6 separate regions of the Mus musculus genome follow, and all the other regions are linked to region 1. A link is a contact called in public Hi-C, Micro-C and promoter capture Hi-C data. All regions are on one chromosome and are shown on one strand. The core of a region is the stretch at or near the end of the contact, and the rest is flanking DNA. Distances in the headings are between cores, read along the strand shown.

Evidence for each region. Promoter capture Hi-C pulls out the DNA fragments that hold promoters and counts their contacts. A called contact is a pair of places that touch in the nucleus more often than the background predicts.
Region 2: a promoter capture Hi-C map of stem cell-derived epiblast-like cells shows a contact between it and region 1, with 2.2 times the contacts expected there. The contact joins the promoter of Urb1 here to the promoter of Olig2 in region 1. A contact is called at or near these places in 4 of 39 promoter capture datasets (cranial neural crest, embryonic stem cells and stem cell-derived epiblast-like cells), 8 of 484 Hi-C or Micro-C datasets (all in embryonic stem cells) and 1 of 115 datasets of contacts at active chromatin or transcription factors (embryonic stem cells).
Region 3: a contact with region 1 is called in a Hi-C map of embryonic stem cells, with 2.8 times the contacts expected there. The contact joins the promoter of Eva1c here to the promoter of Olig2 in region 1. A contact is called at or near these places in 4 of 39 promoter capture datasets (cranial neural crest and embryonic stem cells), 12 of 484 Hi-C or Micro-C datasets (all in embryonic stem cells), 3 of 115 datasets of contacts at active chromatin or transcription factors (all in embryonic stem cells) and 1 of 9 other capture datasets (embryonic stem cells).
Region 4: a contact with region 1 is called in a Micro-C map of embryonic stem cells, with 2.1 times the contacts expected there. The contact joins the enhancer-like site here to the promoter of Olig2 in region 1. A contact is called at or near these places in 2 of 39 promoter capture datasets (cranial neural crest and embryonic stem cells), 3 of 484 Hi-C or Micro-C datasets (the G1E-ER4 cell line, cerebellum and embryonic stem cells) and 1 of 9 other capture datasets (embryonic stem cells).
Region 5: a contact with region 1 is called in a promoter capture Hi-C map of embryonic stem cells. The contact joins the promoter of Ifngr2 here to the promoter of Olig2 in region 1. A contact is called at or near these places in 3 of 39 promoter capture datasets (cranial neural crest and embryonic stem cells), 4 of 484 Hi-C or Micro-C datasets (the MNK3 cell line, cerebellum and embryonic stem cells), 2 of 115 datasets of contacts at active chromatin or transcription factors (bone marrow-derived dendritic cells and embryonic stem cells) and 1 of 9 other capture datasets (embryonic stem cells).
Region 6: a contact with region 1 is called in a Hi-C map of embryonic stem cells, with 2.5 times the contacts expected there. The contact joins the promoter of Tmem50b here to the promoter of Olig2 in region 1. A contact is called at or near these places in 5 of 484 Hi-C or Micro-C datasets (B cells and embryonic stem cells) and 1 of 115 datasets of contacts at active chromatin or transcription factors (large pre-B cells).

Annotation. Positions count from the first base shown.
Region 1 is chr16:91,224,207-91,227,361 of GRCm38.p6, reverse strand. Olig2 (oligodendrocyte transcription factor 2) reads right to left here and starts at 1,812. Exons shown (of 2, transcript NM_016967.2): 1 at 1,709-1,812; 2 at 1-1,017. The coding sequence starts at 962.
Region 2 is chr16:90,808,897-90,811,685 of GRCm38.p6, reverse strand. It overlaps Urb1 (URB1 ribosome biogenesis 1 homolog (S. cerevisiae)), which reads left to right and starts at 1,273. Exons shown (of 39, transcript NM_029497.1): 1 at 1,273-1,487. The coding sequence starts at 1,346.
Region 3 is chr16:90,829,415-90,832,351 of GRCm38.p6, reverse strand. Eva1c (eva-1 homolog C (C. elegans)) reads right to left here and starts at 1,493. Exons shown (of 8, transcript NM_001199210.2): 1 at 920-1,493. The coding sequence starts at 1,079.
Region 4 is chr16:91,564,261-91,567,133 of GRCm38.p6, reverse strand. No RefSeq gene overlaps it. Among named protein-coding and RNA genes, the nearest start is that of Ifngr2, 19 kb to the right of the region's middle. Within about 2 kb of position 1,398, at least 28 of the 459 cell types and tissues checked have an H3K27ac peak or open chromatin away from gene starts, as enhancers often do. A contact at or near this core is called in embryonic stem cells, where this site is marked.
Region 5 is chr16:91,545,784-91,548,900 of GRCm38.p6, reverse strand. Ifngr2 (interferon gamma receptor 2) reads right to left here and starts at 1,842. Exons shown (of 7, transcript NM_008338.4): 1 at 1,669-1,842. The coding sequence starts at 1,738.
Region 6 is chr16:91,596,174-91,599,385 of GRCm38.p6, reverse strand. It overlaps Tmem50b (transmembrane protein 50B), which reads left to right and starts at 1,706. Exons shown (of 7, transcript NM_030018.3): 1 at 1,706-1,804.

The DNA of each region.
Region 1 (3,155 bases), core at 563-3,062:
TCGGAGGTGAGGCGCGGCAAGGTGCCGGCGCCCATAGCCGACACGTGGTGGTGCGGCGGCGGCACCTGGCACATGCTGCAGGGGCACGGCATGCCGCCCCAGTGCTGGAAGCCACCGCTGCCACCGCTGCCTCCACCCCCGCCTCCGAGAGGGGCGGCTGCGGCTGCCGACGGTGACTTGAGCAGGCCGTGCGGAGGCCGGATGGATCCGACCGAGGACAGCCCGGAGCCCGGTAGAGAGGCGCTGGACACCGCTGCGGCGGCGGCGGCTGCGGCGGCGGCGGCGGCTGCGGGAGGGAGGATGGGGTGGTGCACGGCCGGGTGGTGCGCGGCGTGCGCGGCGGCCGCGGGGTGCGCCGTGGCGGTGGGTAGAGGCGCCGAGTGTGCCAGCCCGCCACAGGCCGATGGGTGGAAGCCGGCGTGGTGACCCCCGTAGATCTCGCTCACCAGTCGCTTCATCTCCTCCAGCGAGTTGGTGAGCATGAGGATGTAGTTTCGCGCCAGCAGCAGCGTGGCGATCTTGGAGAGCTTGCGCACCGACGGCCCGTGCGCGTAAGGCATGACCTCCCGCAGGCCGTCCATGGCGATGTTGAGGTCGTGCATGCGCTTGCGTTCGCGGCTGTTGATCTTCAGGCGCAGCTGCTGCAGCTCGGGCTCAGTCATCTGCTTCTTGTCTTTCTTGGTGGAAGACGTGGCCGCCGAGGACGTGGACGAGGAGGTGCTGGAGGAAGATGACTTGAAGCCACCGCCGCCCAGTTTGTCCCCGGGATGCGCGCCTGACGCGCCCATGGCCCCTCGTAGCTCGGAGCTCAGCTCTGGCGGGCAGTCGCTCGGCGTGGACGAGGACACAGTCCCTCCTGTGAAGCCGCTGCTGCTTCCCCCCTTGCTCCGGGCGGGCAGAAAAAGATCATCGGGTTCTGGGGACGATGGGCGACTAGACACCAGGCTGGCGTCCGAGTCCATGGCCCCAGGGATGATCTAAGCTCTCGAATGATCCTTCTTTTTTCAACCTTCCGAACTTGAGGAGAGAACCAGACAGATACACAGACACAGACACACACATACACAGAGACAGACAGACAGACACACAGGGTGTGGAGAAAGAAGTGAGACAATCGCCGTCCCCGCCTGCACGGCAGCTCCAGGAACCCGCAAAGGTGGTTGGCATCTACGCCGCGGCAGTCTGGCCTTCTAGCAGCCCGGGGCATGCAAGTTATCCTAATCTCTCTCCTCCCCACTCATCCACCGGTTACTTTATTTCAGGGACTTCTGGGTGGCCCTCAATGAGGGACATTCTAGAGGTTTTATTTCTTCAGTCCGGCCTGGAATAAATGAGGACTTTTCTCTGGACCGGAGATCTGAATAGAGAAGTATTTTCTATCTGGTGCTCAGACGCATCTGCCTTTAACGCCATCTACACACGCAGCAAACGCCGGCAAGCGTGAACACACGCACTGGCAGCCCGCATTGGATTCACTTTCTAAGCGCTGGTTCTACGACCGCGCGGCTAGCTTGCGGACTCGCAACAGGAGTTATTGGAGCCTGGGATGCTGCGGTGAGTGTAGACACCCAGGCAGTCATTAGTACCTATTGGGGCGGGATCTCGGCCAGTAGGCCAGCACTGTAGGGTGCATCCTAAATCCTAGCCACTTTGGAGAAGTCGGTCTTCGGGGTTTAGGCTGGAGCAGTTAAGGGGCGGGGACACTTACTGTGAATTAGATTTGAGGTGCTCGCTGCGGAGGAGAACCTGGCTCTGGGCGCTGGTGTTGGCTCGGTCTGTAATAAGCATCCACACCTTTCGGGGTTCCGCTGGTTTTTATAGCTGGGTGGAGGCAGCAGCGACGGCGGTGGCGGTGGTCCGGGCGGGGGGCGGGAACAATGTGCTTTTCCTGGAGGGGCAGAGGCGCCAATGAGCTGGGCCGGCCCGAGGGGCTGCGAAGCTGATGTCACCCGGCTAATTCCGCTCAATGAAACCCGCCGGGCCCGGCACACGCCTCCTCTCAGCACACAGCCAATGGGCGCCCGCGGTAGAGAGATTCGCGAGGAGGGATGGGAGGAGGGACCTGGGCAGGGAGAGGAAAGGGCGAGCTGAAGAAGCGGGTGGGCTAGCGGGGCTGCTAAAGAAGTCTGGGGACCCTGGCAGAGAGGGAACGCCTGCAACTTTCAATATAAATATTGTCACTGTAGCGTCAGGCCAGGGTACGGAGTGAGACGGGGAATCTGCAAACTCGTCCGATGGCCAACCAGTTCTATGGCTGAGAATGAACACCGAGGTTGCTTGCCACACCTGGAGTTTTTGCTAGCCCTCCCGCCTCCTCCTGTTTCCCGCTGCCGACCTATCGAGTGATTTTCATCAAACTGTGACCATTTGTGGTTGCATAAGAAAACACTAGCGGCGCAGAAGGCCCCCACTCCCTTAGCTCCTTTCTACTTAGTGGCAGTTGCTGCAGCTTTGGGGACAGGCGGTAGCGCCCCCAGGTGGGGGCATGGCCTTGGAGAGCACGGGGCGGGCAAGGAAGCAGAGAAAGGTTCTTAGCACTCTGGGAAGAAATCGCAATTCATTATAAAGTTTAGATTGTGTAGAAGCTCCGGAGAGCTATTTTCAATACAGTCAAAGCGCCAACGCATCGATGGTTAACGACTTCCACCTCATTCATTTTCAGGGAAACCCAGCCACTGAACTTCCAACATCTTGGTGCCCAAGCCTTGGAGTAGAGGCAACATTATTTGCAAAGAATTATCGGAGGCTCTCCGCTGTGGATGGGAGTTGATACTTGAAACACACTCCTAGCTGCCTTGGGACGTCTTTTATAGGTAGCAGCCTCTCTCTCTCTCTCTCTCTCTCTCTCTCTCTCTCTCTCTCTCTCACACACACACACACACACACACACACACACACACACATACAAAGCTGAGAAACTGGATCTGGGTGAATTGCCTGGGGAAGTCTAGAGATAACTATACACTCACCCATTTTATGGAAGTGAAAACCTAGGAATTGATTTCAGCAAGCCTCCAGGAGAAAATACGGCCAGGCCCATACAGGTGACCCTGCCTACCGTGGATGGATGCGAGCAATTGGCAGTGCCCAAGCATGGGGGCAGTAGGTTGTATCCCCACCCCCAACTGTTTCTCACATCCGGACATTTCCAGCTC
Region 2 (2,789 bases), core at 24-2,523, 420 kb after region 1:
ATGGTTTTAGTCATCTTCATTTTTCTGACAGGCCCGGGACCTAGGGATTCCCACAGATGCAGTTGTTTCTGTAGGCTACAGGCTCAAAGTCAAAGGCAAGTGTTGTTGTTGTTGTTTGTTTGTTTGTTTTTCTCTTAGGGACTCTAAAATCATAGGAGTGACAGGGACCACATTCTTAGATGCTTAAAAGATACTTGCTTCCAAAAGTGTGCCTTATTAGACTAGAAGAATATGACAGAGAATTTCAGAAACCATCGATTTCCCAACTAACAGGCTAGTTTGGAATTTTAAATACATACCAAGATATTGATAAGATCTGTTTTTTTTAATTATGCAACTGACTGTTTTTACTTTCCCACATTTTTGCCAGAGCATTGAATGCAGCCTGTAAATCAACAGCTTACAACAAATAAAAACTGTATCGTACTCTCTGTCCCCTTAAAGCAGTTCTTTAAACATTACATTACTTGCCGTTCTCCAGCCCAGGACTGGGGAGAGCCGGCTTTGTTGTCTCCTTTTTAACGAGGGTGCTGAGATGCGGGCACTGTCCAAGGAGGTTTTCTTAAATGCTTGCTTTCTTTGATCGCCCCTGGCCTTCAGCACCACAGAAGGAGTGCATCAAGGTTTGGGGGAAGCAAGCGTGGATGGAGGTTACTTGAAATGACATCTAACCAGCCTAGGCCTTCTGGCTAGGGTTGTGACAAAAACTGGGGATTCAGGGTTACGGACACTCTGGACCACATTCCCAAGCTAGGGCTTTTCAGAGGTAAGTCCACCTGATGTCAAGCCCTCGGGAATTCACCCGGCTTACACTTACACGCAGGGGGCTTGAACTGAGGAAGTATCAATCTCATGAAGTTGTTCAAAGGATATCATTAAAATGCTCAGAGATTTTTAAATATCTGAGCTCTTTGTGCTGCTCTTTGTGGGTCTGGGAGTTCTTCCTGCTCAGGGAGTTGCGGGAGCAGGGGAAGCATTTTGATCCATCTGCCCCAGATTGTTGCAGCTAAGGGCGGGTATGTGATTTTTCTTTGCAGGCAGAGCACAGCCAGAGAACCCTTGGGGAAATCCCAGGCCCTACAGGCCCCACCCAAGCACCAAGCCACGCCCACACCACCCAGAGACACGCCCCAGAAGGCCCCGCCCCCAGGTGTTCTACCTTCTCCACGCCCCCTTCAGCAGGCCCCGCCCCTTCCGCCCTTTCTCACCCGAAGACCGGCTCTTTTACCGGCTTCCCCTCATAGGCTCCGCCTTTCCTTCCAGTCCCGCCCCTTCCTTGCCGCCGGTGCTTCCGGTCGCGTGGGTTTTCCGAGGGTGCCGTTTTGCTGGCCCGGTGGTTTGGGCCATGGGGGTCCCCAAGAGGAAGGCGTCAGAGGGTCCCAGCAGCGCGGCGTCCCCCGCTGGCACAGTCAAGCGAACGCGAGCGGAGGAGTTCACGGGCGTGCGGTTCAAGACCCTGCTGAAGGATGCGCAGGGCCCAGGACCGGGTGAGTGGGAGCGGACTCCTCAGCTTCGGGGCAGTAGCCGGCACAGCGGCGCCTCGGAGCCCGGCTCGGAGTTAGTCAAGAATAGTTCAGTGAGATAGCTTGCTTGGGCTGTCAGTAGCCGTTCCCATAGTAACCAACTGTCAACCCTGATAATGGCGGGATGTCACGTGTAACAAGTTCCATAAGGACCTACAACTAAATCGAGTGACTAGGATTGTCCGGACCGGTAACCGAGAGGGGCCAGATTCTGTAATTTAATTTCACTCGCTGCAGAGTGTGACACCACTTCACAACGACTTCTAATCGTGCAAGGAGTACATTGGTTGTGAGGAGAACCACAGTTGAACATGTTACCATGTTCAGACGTCAACGCGGTGGTAAAAACAAGACAGCGAAATATTTCTCTTAGGTTAACAAAACTACAAAGTTAATAAACTATCGCAGGGCTTGATGGTTCGTGCCTTTAATTCAGCACTTTAGAGGGAGGAAGAGGCAAGAGGATTTCTGTCAGTTGAAGGCCAGCCTTATCTTCTTAGAAAGTGCCAGACCAAGTACACCTTGACTTCCAACATTAGAAATATTTGAAGATTAAGGATAGAATTGGTGCCATCCTGACAGTGTCATGTTGGCAGAGCACTCCTGACTGCTGCTGCTGCTGCCAGTCCAAAGAAGAGTAAGCTGTCCGTCTCCCTGAACTGCCCTGGGCTAACTCAAGCCAGGGGACTCGGTAAACACTATATAGTGAGACCCTGACTCAAAAAGTATTCTCAGCTAATGTTTTTCTTACAATTTTTATTTTTAAACGTTTGGTGCCTCGCCTTGGTCGTTTGCTTAGAAGATGACACCTTTGCTAGCACAGAATTTAGCGCCCCACACACTTATTCGATATTTAATTGCAGTTGCTGTTTGTTAGGTAGAGATGTAATGGGCGAATAAAACCCTGGCACAGGTCTTGCCATTGCAAATCTGATAGTTTGGGAAAGCAGGTGACCAGCAAAGTCACATAGTCACGGGTCTTCCAGAAGGAGCCAGCTATCCATTGTGCCTAATGGGCCTGGGACCTTGATCTGTGAAATCAAAGAAGGCTTCCCCAAGGAAGCAGGTTTTTCATGAGTTGTAGAATTGTATAGGGAAAGGAGCCTTCCTGGCAGAAGAAAAGCGCCAGCTCGGTTCCTGAAAGGCTTCTGTCTACATTTCAGGGGACAGCTAGGTTGGCAGGTACATGACTAATGAAGTGATTGAAAGACGTTGCGAAGCTGAAGTCAGTGGGTGAATGTGGGAGTTTGGAGATTTTTATTTGAC
Region 3 (2,937 bases), core at 244-2,743, 390 kb after region 1:
TTCTTGGGGTTGATGGAGAAAGATGCCGAGCACATGGAGATCCGGGGCGGTTGCAGTGGTAAAGACATTTGTCACTTTGAGCATGGATTCTAAAAACCATCCCCACAACTAACTGCCACCTGCAGCCTTGCCTCACACCTTGCTAAGGTATTTTGCTCAGAGGTCAGGTAGGAATTCGCCAAAGAGCACATTGATCTTTGACTTGGCAGGAGAAAGTCGTGTGTGTGTGTGTGTGTGTGTGTGTGTGTGTGTGTGTGTGTGTGTTGGGGGGGGGGTGCTGCCACCTTTTGTTGGAGAGTCATGCCTCTGAGTCCAGTCTCTGTTCTGTCAGCTTCTATCAGTCTCCGGGCATCTCCACCAGACCTCCAGTCTTCCCAGGCTCCCCCCCTCGAGGCTGGCTTGGACTTTCTGTCCAACGTGCCCTGGACAAGTCTCCTTACATGGGTACCCTGGAGTCTGGTTGGGACGCACCCTTATCGTGTGAGTGGCCAGCCAAGTGCAACCCTTCGTCCAGACCACGGCAATCTTCCAGAGTTGGGCGTGGTACCGGGCTCAGCTTAGGGGTCCGGGCTCAGCTTAGGGGTCCGGGCTCAGCTTAGGGGTCCGGGCTCAGCTTAGGGGTCCGGGCTCAGCTTAGGGGTCCTCTGGTGAACATGCAAAGGTCAGGGCTGCGTCGCCGATGCCCAGGAAACTAACAAAAGTCAAGAGAGCCTAGAGAAACTCGAAATAAGCCCGGCCTTAATAAGGGCTGACTTCCCTGCTACCACCACCTAGATGCCAAGGGCTCCCACGAGGCAAGATAACTAGTTAGGGAGAACACTTCAACTTTAATCCAACCAGGTAGTGCCCCATGCAGAGGCCACTCACCTGGGCAACAGCTAGGGGAACGCGGGCTCGAGGCAAGCAAGAGCGCTCTTACCAGAGAAATCGGTGAGCGCGGAGGTCTCTTTGGAGCACACTAGGACCGTGCAGTAGAACAGGCGCAGAAGCTGCCCCGGAGGCTCTACCTGCCTGCGGAGGCCCTGATTCTGCGCCGATTGGGGCGCGGGTGGTGGACGCGGGTGTCCTGGCAGGAGCATGATGCGCGGCGCGGCTGGGCGCGGGCGCTGGCGCTGGGATCGCAGGCAAGGAGGACCGCGTCACATGGCGGGGCGAGTCTGTAGCCACCAGCTCCCGGCCCCCTGCCGCCTCCTTGTCCAGGCTGCTGGAGCTTCTTAGGCGGTCGCCGCCGGGTCCGGGATCCCCAGCCAAGGGGAGGGGGCGGAGACCCGGGGCGGGGCGAGGATCCCAGGGAGGCCGAGGCGTAGTTTCTTCAGAAGAAATCTTCCTGGCTCCATGAACCTAGGGAGCCAGCCTAGGGAGTTTAGGGGGTGTCACCTCGTGCTCCGGAGCTTGGCCGAGGCCGATCGGGGGCGCCGAGCCCAAAGCGGAGAGCGTCTCCAGCAGCGACCCGATGCTGCGCAGCTTGAGCGCTTTCCACGCCGGTGTCTCTAGGCGGGGTGATGGTCAAGAGCTGCTGGCTCAGCTTGCGCTGGCTCGGCGCCAACCTCACCCAGGCCGGTGGAGCAGCGCGGCTGGTGCCCGTCCGTGACGCACTTTAGAACCAAGGCAGCAGCGTACAGCCCTGGCTAGAGGGGAGCGGAGATCGTGGGAAGGGGGGTGGGAGGTGAGGTCCCGGAGATAGAGACATTACCGTCTCTGCCACCTTCAGCGCTTGTTGTTCAGCCACCAAGCACGCAGTACGTCTGATCGCACTGAATGGGAGACTGGGTCCTCAACTTTCTGCCCACCATAGAAATCTGCCTAGGCTCTAGCAGTCCGGACCTGAGGGAGCTGGTAGTCTCAAACCAGTCACGAGGCTCCGAGCCAGGTTCCTTTTGCTCGGATGGAGCTTCCTGTGGGTGCTAGTTGACAGCAGCCCTCGGGGATCTGAAACTGGGCTGGAATAAACAGCGGCTGAGCGCTTATAATTGAGCTTTGTTTTAAAATGGGCCACGGCATCTATATGACCCTGTTGACTACGTGCGGTGTCTACGCATTTGGACACCCGTAGACCAATAGATCGGTGATGACACCAGGGACGATGAGCGGGAGTCCAGAGCTGCGGGGCCAGGTGCTAGGCACTCGAGAGACCCCAGACCTAAGAACAGCGCAGGCGTCCAGGCCCCGCGGCGCCGGTGGGAAGGAGGAGGGCCCGGCGGGCGGGCGGGCGCTCGGCACAAAGTGTTCCCCATCCACCGCCGGGAGGGCTTGCCAAGTTCACCCAGCGCGCCTGACGCGGAAACGTAGATAATGAGGCCCAAGGGCGGGTCTAGGCTTCCAGCCCCGCCCTGCTCTGGGAGCAGAGCTCAGAGTGCGGAGGCCAGGCCAGCAGAACAAGAGGACACTCTGCCTCCCTGTGGCACTGTCTCAGAGCTGGACCACTAGATTCTAGGAGGATGACAGCCACACATCCTTCGGGGGGCTAGGTCGCCCAAATTGAGATCCTGAGGGTGGGAAGAAAATGCTAAATACTGGTGTTTGTATGGAGAGACCCAGTTTGCATAGCCTTGGGCTGGAGAGATGGCTCAGCGGTTAATAGAACTTGCTGCTTTTCCAGAGGACACTAGTTCAGATTCCAGCACCCAGCGCTGGCAGCTTGCAACCACCCTGAATCTCTCTCAGGGGACCCACGAACTCGAACTCTACTCTGCCCCCCCCCCCACACACACACAATCTTTTTTAAAAACACAGCCTCAATAATCATGGGATATAAGTTTAATATGAACGTCTTATGTTGGGTAAACTAAGGCTGGAAGAGTAGGTAAGGTTGCTCAATTCACAAAGACCACTGGAGAAAGAGTGTGCAGACCTCGGGTCCCTCCTATTCGTCTATCTTATCCCCTCATCTAGATCTAGATTGGCTACCAGTGTGTGTCAGGTTCTTTGGCAGGGCAT
Region 4 (2,873 bases), core at 149-2,648, 340 kb before region 1:
CTGGGCTGGCAGTCTTGGGTTCTATAAGAAAACAGGCTGAGCAAGCCAGGCAAGGCAAGCCAGTAAAGAACATCCCTCCATGGCCTCTGCATCAGCTCCTGCTGCCTGACCTGCTTGAGTTCCAGTCCTGACTTCCTTTAGTGATGAACAGCAATTTGGAAATGTAAGCTGAATAAACCCTTTCCTCTCCAACTTGCTTCTGGGTCATGATGTTTGTGCAGGAATAGAAACCCTGACTAAGACAGATGCTATGTTGGGGTAGGGATGCTATGCTGGGGTAGACATTGTGGGAGCTTTGACTTTTGGAGCATCTGAAACTTGAAAGCCCTTTGATGTAGGTTTACTGCCCTCCCCCGGCCCCCAGCTCGGCAGTGGCTGTACAGTGGACATAAGCCGGTTCTCATGATGTTCCCATGCTCCTGGAGCTGTGGTTACCTCCAGCTGGGAACACTGAATGTACAGATGAATGCTTTATTTTGAGTAACTAAAGTCTTACAGTGAAGTAACAGCAATAAAATCCTACCTGACCTTGTTCTTGTGGGTGTGAAGCGAGCAGTTGACACTGTGTTGCAGACTGATCCCTGCAACACTAAGCCTGTGTCCCTGACAACCACAGGCACAGAAATTGTGTCTGCTTATTCAGGAAGAAAATCTGTTGCACTTGGAAGTAAGGTGACTTAAAGAGAGAGGTTCCTTACAGGTTAGTGCTTGGTCCAGCTTGGTCCTATCAGCTTGGGATGAGCAACCTTGCACTCTCCTAAACTGTGCGCACGCAGCCTTTCCTGACCCATAATGTGCTTTATGGTATGCACACAAGAATGCAGTGTGCCCTCTTATGATTTATGACCTTTGACCCTACATCATAAACCTTGATGATAAGAGTGGATCTCTTTGTGACTGTATAGTGACCCTGTCATTAACTACGCCAGCAAGCTTGGCACAGAGGGCCAGGTGTAAACCTCAGGCTCTGTGAGCCATATATTCTATAGCAACTCAAGTCCGCCTGGTGGTGCAAAGGTGGCCGCAGACCTCGAGTGAACAACGGAGCCAAACTGGGTGTAACTCCAAATTATTTTCATGTGGTTTGAAGTGTTATCTTTGTATTTTTTATTTTTATTTATTTGTGTAGTGTTTGTATGTTCGCCCTGCGTGCGCAGGTACCTACAGAGGTTAGAGGAGGGTGTCAGGTCCTCTAGAGCTGGAGTTACAGGTGGTTGGGAGCTACCCCGTGTGGGTGCTGGAAACCAAAACCCAGGTCCTCTGGACGGGCAGCAGGCCCTTGACCGCTGAGCCACATTCTCGGCCCTTATCTTTTGTTTGTCCCTCCAGCCCTTTAAAGATGTAAAAATGGTTGTGGACCCACAACTGGAGAACAGCAGGGAATGGGTGTGGTTAGTGGATAGAGACTGGTTACAGCTGCTCTATGCTAAGAGAGAGCCCAGCCTATCTCATAGGTGATGGGTTTCCGATTAGAAATTAAAGTTTCAAGTTAGCACAGGAGTCAATCCTACTGGCTAGTTGTTTATTTTACAAGGCAGACCGAAGCATTTTTTTTTTAATTAAAAATAGATGGTGAAGGACCTCTGTCCGCCTTGCTGTTCTGACTCCGTTTATCTCCTGTTTCTTTACATAGTTCTCAGCCCTCAGCCCCTCCCCCCCAATGTCGCATCTTCCTTGGAGACACATTTGAGGTTTCCATGGCCCTCCACCATGGTCCAGATGTATTAACCAAAATAATGAAACTAAAACAACTAGAAAAGAGATAACTCAAAAATAACTGCCAAGTTATGTCTAAAATAATTACTATGTTCTGCCAGGAATGAGTGTTTCAAGGTTACTCTGCTTGTCACCTTAGATGTACGGTCTTTGTGCTTTTTGCCTTTAAAAATTCTGTATCCTCCTGCACTTGGCACCAGAGGCACAGGTCCACCCAGGCCATAAATAAAACCGGACTTCAGACTTTTAATTGGCTAAACATTGTTCTCAATAATGACCTGAGTTGTTATGGTAATGCAATGGTAAAGAGGGCTGTAAAACTGCTTTTCTGTTTCCTCTGGGCGTGGTGACACATGCCCTGTGATGTTGAAGATATCTTGATCCACACAGCCAGTCTGTCCCATATAGATGGCTCCACACCAGCCAGAGCTACCTGGTAAGATTCTTGTCTCAAAAAACTAACTACAACAAATATGGCCATTTGAAGCAGTTTGAATTCTCAGTAGATGAAGGCATCCAGGTTAGCCCCTCACTCAGAGAATAAGCTTGGATAGCCCGCCCACACCCCACTTCTAGGAAGTGTTTGCTCTGAGCTTGGGCTCCATGCTCCCTGCTGGCATTCTTGTCACCTTTGGCCCATTTGGCTGCCCTTTGGGGCTCAACCACAGCCACCTCCTGCCTCAGGACAACAGACCAGTCTCACCCCCAAAACAGTTTGTGATGGCTACTCTTGGTTGTCAACTTGACTACAGTTGGAACTAATCCCCCTCCCCCAAGTGGAGGGGCTTTAGTGGGAGTGGGGGGTGGTGGGGGGTGCCTAATGGAACTCAAGGCAAGCACTCACTACTGAGTCCTAGGCCCAGCCCTGTCCTTTTAACCCTTAATGCCCCCAACCCCTCGCCAACCAAGATGTCGGATACACAATGTCTCTCATTAGAGAGGCTCCCTGCTTCTCCCTAAGGTCTCAGCACCCAACAGAGGATACAGTGGCTGTGCCAGCAAGCCTGAGTCTCCTCTCCCACTGTCAGGACAAGCCTGTGGGCGGGGGCTCCTCACAGCGGACCACGTGGGCGCCATGTGCCACTGTGTGTGGGGGAACCTCGAGGGGCAGTAGGGTAGGAGGGGGAAGGGGTGGGCTGGACACCCTTTCCTAAATG
Region 5 (3,117 bases), core at 593-3,092, 320 kb before region 1:
CGTTTTACAAATGTTCCTTTCAAAGCCTTGTTTCCGGGGCTGTGAGATGGCCCGGTGGTTAAGGGCACTTGCTACTCTATTAGAGTTCTAGCCCCAGCAGGGCAGCTCAGAACTATTTATAGCTCCAGTTCTGGGAGATATGATGGCCTCTTTTGGCTTCCGTAAGCACCAGGAACTCAAGTGGTGCATAGACATACATAGACATGCAGGCAAAACATGAATATGTTGTTAAAAGCAATTTTATGATTCCTGAGGGCCATTCATAACCTATGGAACAGTTATGGGAATCTTCTCATTACCTGTTGGCCGCAAGAACAATGTCAATATTTTCACTCTGCACTGTGACTAAAAGGGTTTCTTTTAAACATATCCTAGTTTTTCTTTTAAAAAAAAAGTGTGAAAATTTCGCGTTAAGAGTGGCATGAGAGTCTAAGAAATTTACAAAAGGCTACCATTTTCAAAATATCTAAGGATCCAATTTGTTGTTAATGAGCCACAGACCACGACTTTTGTGGAGCATAATAAAAAGTTAATCATTAGAAAAATGTCTGTTGTAAAGTTTCTAAATACGCCTATCAACTTCTGAACACATAGTTCACAGACATCTCAGACAATCGCAGGCTCTCCTCCAAAGGAGACCTGTGTGTGTGGGTGTGTCAGACACAGATTGCTCAAGGCAAAATGGGGAACATCAGAGCCAGGGTTTAAAGTCTTTGTCTGACTCCAGGAGAACAAGTTAACTGCGTAACCCACTCATCCTCCTGTGCTCCTCTGCCCTTAAGGAGAAAGGGAACTTAAGGGCCTTTGCAGGGATGCTGACAGAGGACCAACTAACTCCTCAACACCACTTCCAATGGGAGGGAACGTCCCAATTCGTAGGCTTATTTAACTAATGGCCAAACTATAAAAAAAACAAAATAAACAACAACAGCAAGACCCACTGAGTAAACCAAGCCGGCCCGGCCGGCCAGAAACTTCAGGACCCCTTTTTCTCATCCTGAGTTCTGTGTTTTCACAAGGGTGCACCCCACTACCACTGTGGACTCCAGATATCCAAGCTTTGATATGATCTCTGCACGGGAAAGAACCCAGCAAAATATAATCACGTAGGAAGAATGTTCTTGGTTAGTGATGTCTTTCTTTTGTTGGTTTTGATGACTGGCTCATAAATACAGTCAGGTTGGTGACAAAAGTGGGAAGTTGAACCCCGGTAAAGGGCTGTGTGGGCGGAGTAGGATAGAGCTGAGATTAAAAGTGTGCCTCAGCTGACCCTCTGTCCCCATACACTGGAGGGGACACAGGCATTTCTGCTCCCCATCTATAAGATCCCGAGGAACTGAGTACGAGGATTTTATAGGCTGCCCAGACAAATACTGGTCCTGCCCGTCAGCTGATCTCCCTGGCACCAAGGAGCCAAAGACGAACTGGGCTCTCCACCTCCAGGCCTGGAATTCCCCGTGGTCCACGCTACACTCACTGCAGCTCCCTCTTGCAGATTCCTCCTGGTCGGTGCCCCGTCCGATCGCGGTCACCCGCAGATCGGGAACGACTGCAGAACCCCACCCTGTGCCGGGTGCAAGCTCCCGGAGCCACCCACGCGCGGACGCGACACCCAGGAGAGCCCGAGGAGTCGGGGGTGGGGTGGGGGGTCTCCTGGGTCGCGCTTACCTGGCGAGGACGCCGCGGCACCGAGCCCACAGAGCAGCAGCGACGGCAGCCACAGTGGCAAAGGCCGCATGGCCCGGGCGGCCCGGGACCGCGGGGTGGACGCCGCTCAGACTCGCACCGCAGCGGCCATGGCGAGCCGAGCGCCCGCCTCTTCCCCAGCCTAGCCGCAGAGCCGCCTCGCCCCGCCTGCGTCCCGCCCCGCCCCCACCGCGCCCGGCCCCGCCCCCGCCCGGCCCGTGGGGACTTTCCCCGGTGTTCCCGGGAACCGCGGCCCCCGCAGCCCAGCACACAGCCCCGGTGACTCCGGCCACACCTCGCCGAGCCGACCTCCAATGTGTGGCCAGAGATCTCTAGTACCATCCTTCTGGAGAGACCCGTGGACACCCATCCCCACCCTACCCCACCCCACTTCGGACTCCCGCCACGTACGATTTAAGGACCCATTTATTTTGAATTCTGTTCTCTTTAATGACCGGAAAGATCGTGCTAAGCTTTGAATCCTTTTAAGCAAAGGGCTACTTAAGGGTATAGCAGAGAGGACCCTCTAGGCCGTGGTGTCACAGAGGAAGAAAAGCTAGAGGAACTGTACTGGTTGCTTAATAGTCTGTGGGTTTGGCCCTCTGTGGCTGTGAAGCTACGAGGAAGTGACCCCAGAGCAGGGCAGGGATAGGCTCCCAGCCTGAGCCTTCCCCAGTGGCCAGCCTGTTGGCAGAGACGTTCACACCTCGGCCACAAAAAAGGGGGCAACGAAAGGAATGGTTAGAGGGAGACAAGAGTCAAAGAAAGGGGTCATCGAACCGCAGCTATTGCTCCTAACCGCTGAGGCCTCAGTCTTAGGAAGCCACTTTAAACTGTAGTTGAAGCTGGCCTTGAACTTCACAGATCCTCACATCTCTACCTCTCAGGGGTTAGTCGTGGGCCCCCAAACCCTTCCCTTGTGCCTGTGGCTCCAGAAGTTGGCCTGTTATAAAAATACGTGATGAAATTATCTAGCAAAAATTTGAACTATGACTTGAGAATTTCAAGACCCAGAAATGTACTTACATGCCAAGGAGAAGAGGAGGGCTGTGGGGATCCTCTCAACAGGACGTGTTGAAAACCGCAGAGGAGAGAAAACCTAACCACACAGGCTGTGGATTATAAGTATACCCCTCTGAGTGCCCCGTGCCCTGCCCCCGGCATGTTTTATTTTTATGAGACAGGGTAAGGAAAAGGACTCAGCTAAAGCCACGAAGGACCTGTGATCACTAAGCTTTTCAGCCTGTGGTCTTGACCCCAAATGGTAAGCCTTTGGAAGTGCTACTACTGCCTCACCCCACTCCCTACCACACCCCTGTCTAGAATCTCCCTCCCTCAGCACAGTGCTAAGGGCATATTCCCTGGATCTGTACCCCATGCCTCAAGCATACAACCCCCCAAAGACAAGCGTTTCTCTCCTTTCCCCAAGGC
Region 6 (3,212 bases), core at 457-2,956, 370 kb before region 1:
TGTTGGGAATTAAACTCAGGACCTCTGGAAGAGCAGTTGGTGCTCTTAACCATTGAGCCATCTCTCCAGCCTGTGTATTTTTGTTTTGCCTGAATGCATATATGTGCACCATTTGCATGCTTGATGTCCAGGGAATCCAGAAGAGGAAGGTGGCCCCTGGATCTGGAGTTACAGGTGGATGTGAGCCCCACTCTGGGTCCTCCGGTAGAGCATCTTCCCAGTCCCCCTTGCCCCCCTTTTTAACTGATGGAGAAGTGAAAGCAGACGGCACATTCTGGACAGGCAACGCACTACTACTACACTATATCCCAGATCCTCCAGTAGTTTTGAGACAGGACCTCACTTCAGCTTGATCTTTTGTTTTGTTTTGTTTTGTTTTGTTTTTGTTTTTGTTTTTTTCGAGACAGGGTTTCTCTGTATAGCCCTGGCTGTCCTGGAACTCACTTTGTAGACCAGGCTGGCCTGGAACTCAGAAATCCACCTGCCTCTGCCTCCCAAGTGCTGGGATTAAAGGCGTGCGCCACCACGCCCGGCTCGGTTTGGTCTTGAATTTGCTGTGTAATCCAGTCTGACTGGAAATAGAAATATGCTTGAGACCATGATCATACCCAAGCTGAGACATTTTGGAATGCAGGGATCACAGGCATGTATCACCACACCTGTTTATATGATGCTTGGGATACAAGCCAGAGCCTTATGTATTTAAGGCTAAATAATGTACCAACTGAACTACATTCCCTAGCTCTGGGACAGATACCTAAAGATGTTCCCTTCTGCTGCCCCTCTTGCTTGTTAGTGTGTGTGCATAATCCCATACTCCAAAAAGGAATTTATGCAGTGAATATTTATTGAATACCTAAATCCTAGATTATATACAAGAACTACAGGAGTAACAGGATCCAGGATGTCATTTGTGACAGTTACGTGACACAAAAATCTTTTTGCTTTACTCTATCTAGGTGAAGTGTGTTTTTACCTTCAATGTAGTAGTAACTTGGACTTTGCATCTTTCTTTAACTGCATTTATATTCTGTAGGAAATGTGGTTTTTGAAGTTATGCTGAAAAATCCAGAGGCAGTATCTCTAAAGGAGATAAGTAAAGATTTGCTCCCAAAACAAGCCAAAAATCTATTTGGATAGACGGAAAAAGGAATCAGGCTGAAATAGCTATGTAGCTTTGCTTTGCGGGTACCCTCAGAAAACCAGTACTGACTGGGATCCCTGGACCTGTAACTTCATCTTCTGAGGTCTTGGTTTTTGAACGTCTTGGAGTGCGTTCTCGACTCTCGGCAGCTGGTGAACAATGCTCAACTGCTGATATGCAAGAGGACCTTGCGTAATAGGCTTGGGTTCCCCGTACCGGTGCTCTCACCGATGCTGAGGCGCTTGAGTTTACACTACTACCGCAAACCGCAGCAGGAGAGGTCCGGACCTCAGCTCCAGGACGCAGGTAGAGCACCGCGCCAGCCCCGCCCTCAGGAATCAAGCCCCGCCCTCTATCTAATCGGTCGCACTATGATTGGTCTCCGCAGAGCGCACGGGTCCAGCCCCGTTCCGCCTCTGAGGTCCCGGTCCCGCCTCCAGGGGTTATGCCCCGCCCACGCAGGCCACTTGCTGCAATCCCATTGGTTCCTGCGGTGCGCACGGCGCCTCGCCCCCGCCCCACCGGCGCCCTGGCCTCCCGCCCGCCGCCGGCCCCCGGCTCCCGGACTGAGGTTGATCGGGCCGCTGCTTCCCGGACAGACGCGCGCCCTCGACGTCCCTGCTCCTGCCTGGGCTCGGTGTAGACTTCGCAGGTAGCCGGGTGAGTGCGGTTGGCAGGTCTCGGGTTTCTGTGATCTGCCGATCGAACGCAGGGCGCCGGCCCGGCGCGGCCTGAGGTTCTGTGGCGCCGCCCGTGTCGGTGCCAAGGAGCGCGCGGGCGACCGGCGGGGCCCGGCCTGCGCCCGCGTCCTCTCGGCGCCCCGTGGCCCTGACGCCGCCGTGACCCGCGCTCAGCCGAGGCAGGCCGCTCCGCCGCGCATCTCGTCCTGAGTCTGGGGAGGTCCCCAAGGCGATCGGTAGGGGATGGAGGTCCTGTGGGGCACCGCCGCAGCCGCCACCGAGGCCCCACGAGCGTCTGGGGACGAGCGACCCTCCCGTTTGCTCGGAGCCGTTGCCAGGAACTGTCCTTGTATCCTTGACTTTCCCCTCCATCCTGCAAGCGCTGGGGGGAGAGGGAGGAGAGGGAGGAGAGGGAGGAGAGGGAGGGAAGTCTTTGGGAATTCATCCTAAGTGGCGAGTGGCCTTTTCAGAGAAGTAGCAGAGCAGTGGTCGTTGTAGGCTAGGCCATTTTGGTCTTTAGCCAGTAAGTTGGTTTTCACCACTGGAAGGTACTTGAGCCTGAGAGGTGGGTAGATACGTGACCTTTCCGACCGTAGCAGCAGAGGGCTGGGCTCGCTCTTCCACCTTGCTGCTGCGATGGGAGGAGGGGCGTGGGAATTCAAACCTCTCGCTGGAGTAGATATGCTCACCCTCAACAACATCCACCCCCCTACCCCCCCGTGCATCCTTCGCGCTCCAACTCTTCACCCTATTTGTACCACAAATCCCATTTCTAGATAATTCCAGGGGCGCTTATTCCCAGGCTTCTCATCCTCCTTTCTCGTTTGTCTTTTCTACCTGTGTGCGGCTTCCAAAAACCAGAGCCAAGCAATTTAAACACTTAAACGAGCATAGTGTTCAAAGACTTCCTGATCCTAAAAATGAAACCCAGAGGTTAATTTGCATAGCGATGCTTCAAGAAAAGCAGGTTTAATCGGAACGGGGTGAGGATGTAGTTTTTTCCTCTTCAGGAGACACACCCTTTGATCCTCCCCATTCTTCCTCTATCAGCTAGACAGCAGCCTTCAACGCTATTGCGTTGTTTGGTTTTGGTTTTGGTTTTCTAAATTCACTACTGGGGTCAATTGATTAAAGAATCAATCTTGCTTAGTCCTTATGTGTCTTTTAATGTAATAAACATTGAAGAAGATTATCAAGTAAAGTTTTCAGACAATACAGAAACAGCAAATAAAAAGTGAAACCCTCCAGCACGCCTTAAATCCCAGCACTCAGGCAGGTGAGGCCAGTCTTGTCTACAGCTCCAGTTCCAGGACTGCCAGGACTATACAGAGAAACCCTGTCTTGAAAAAAAGGCTGGGGGAGTTCCTCAAAATTCTCTCCTTCACTCT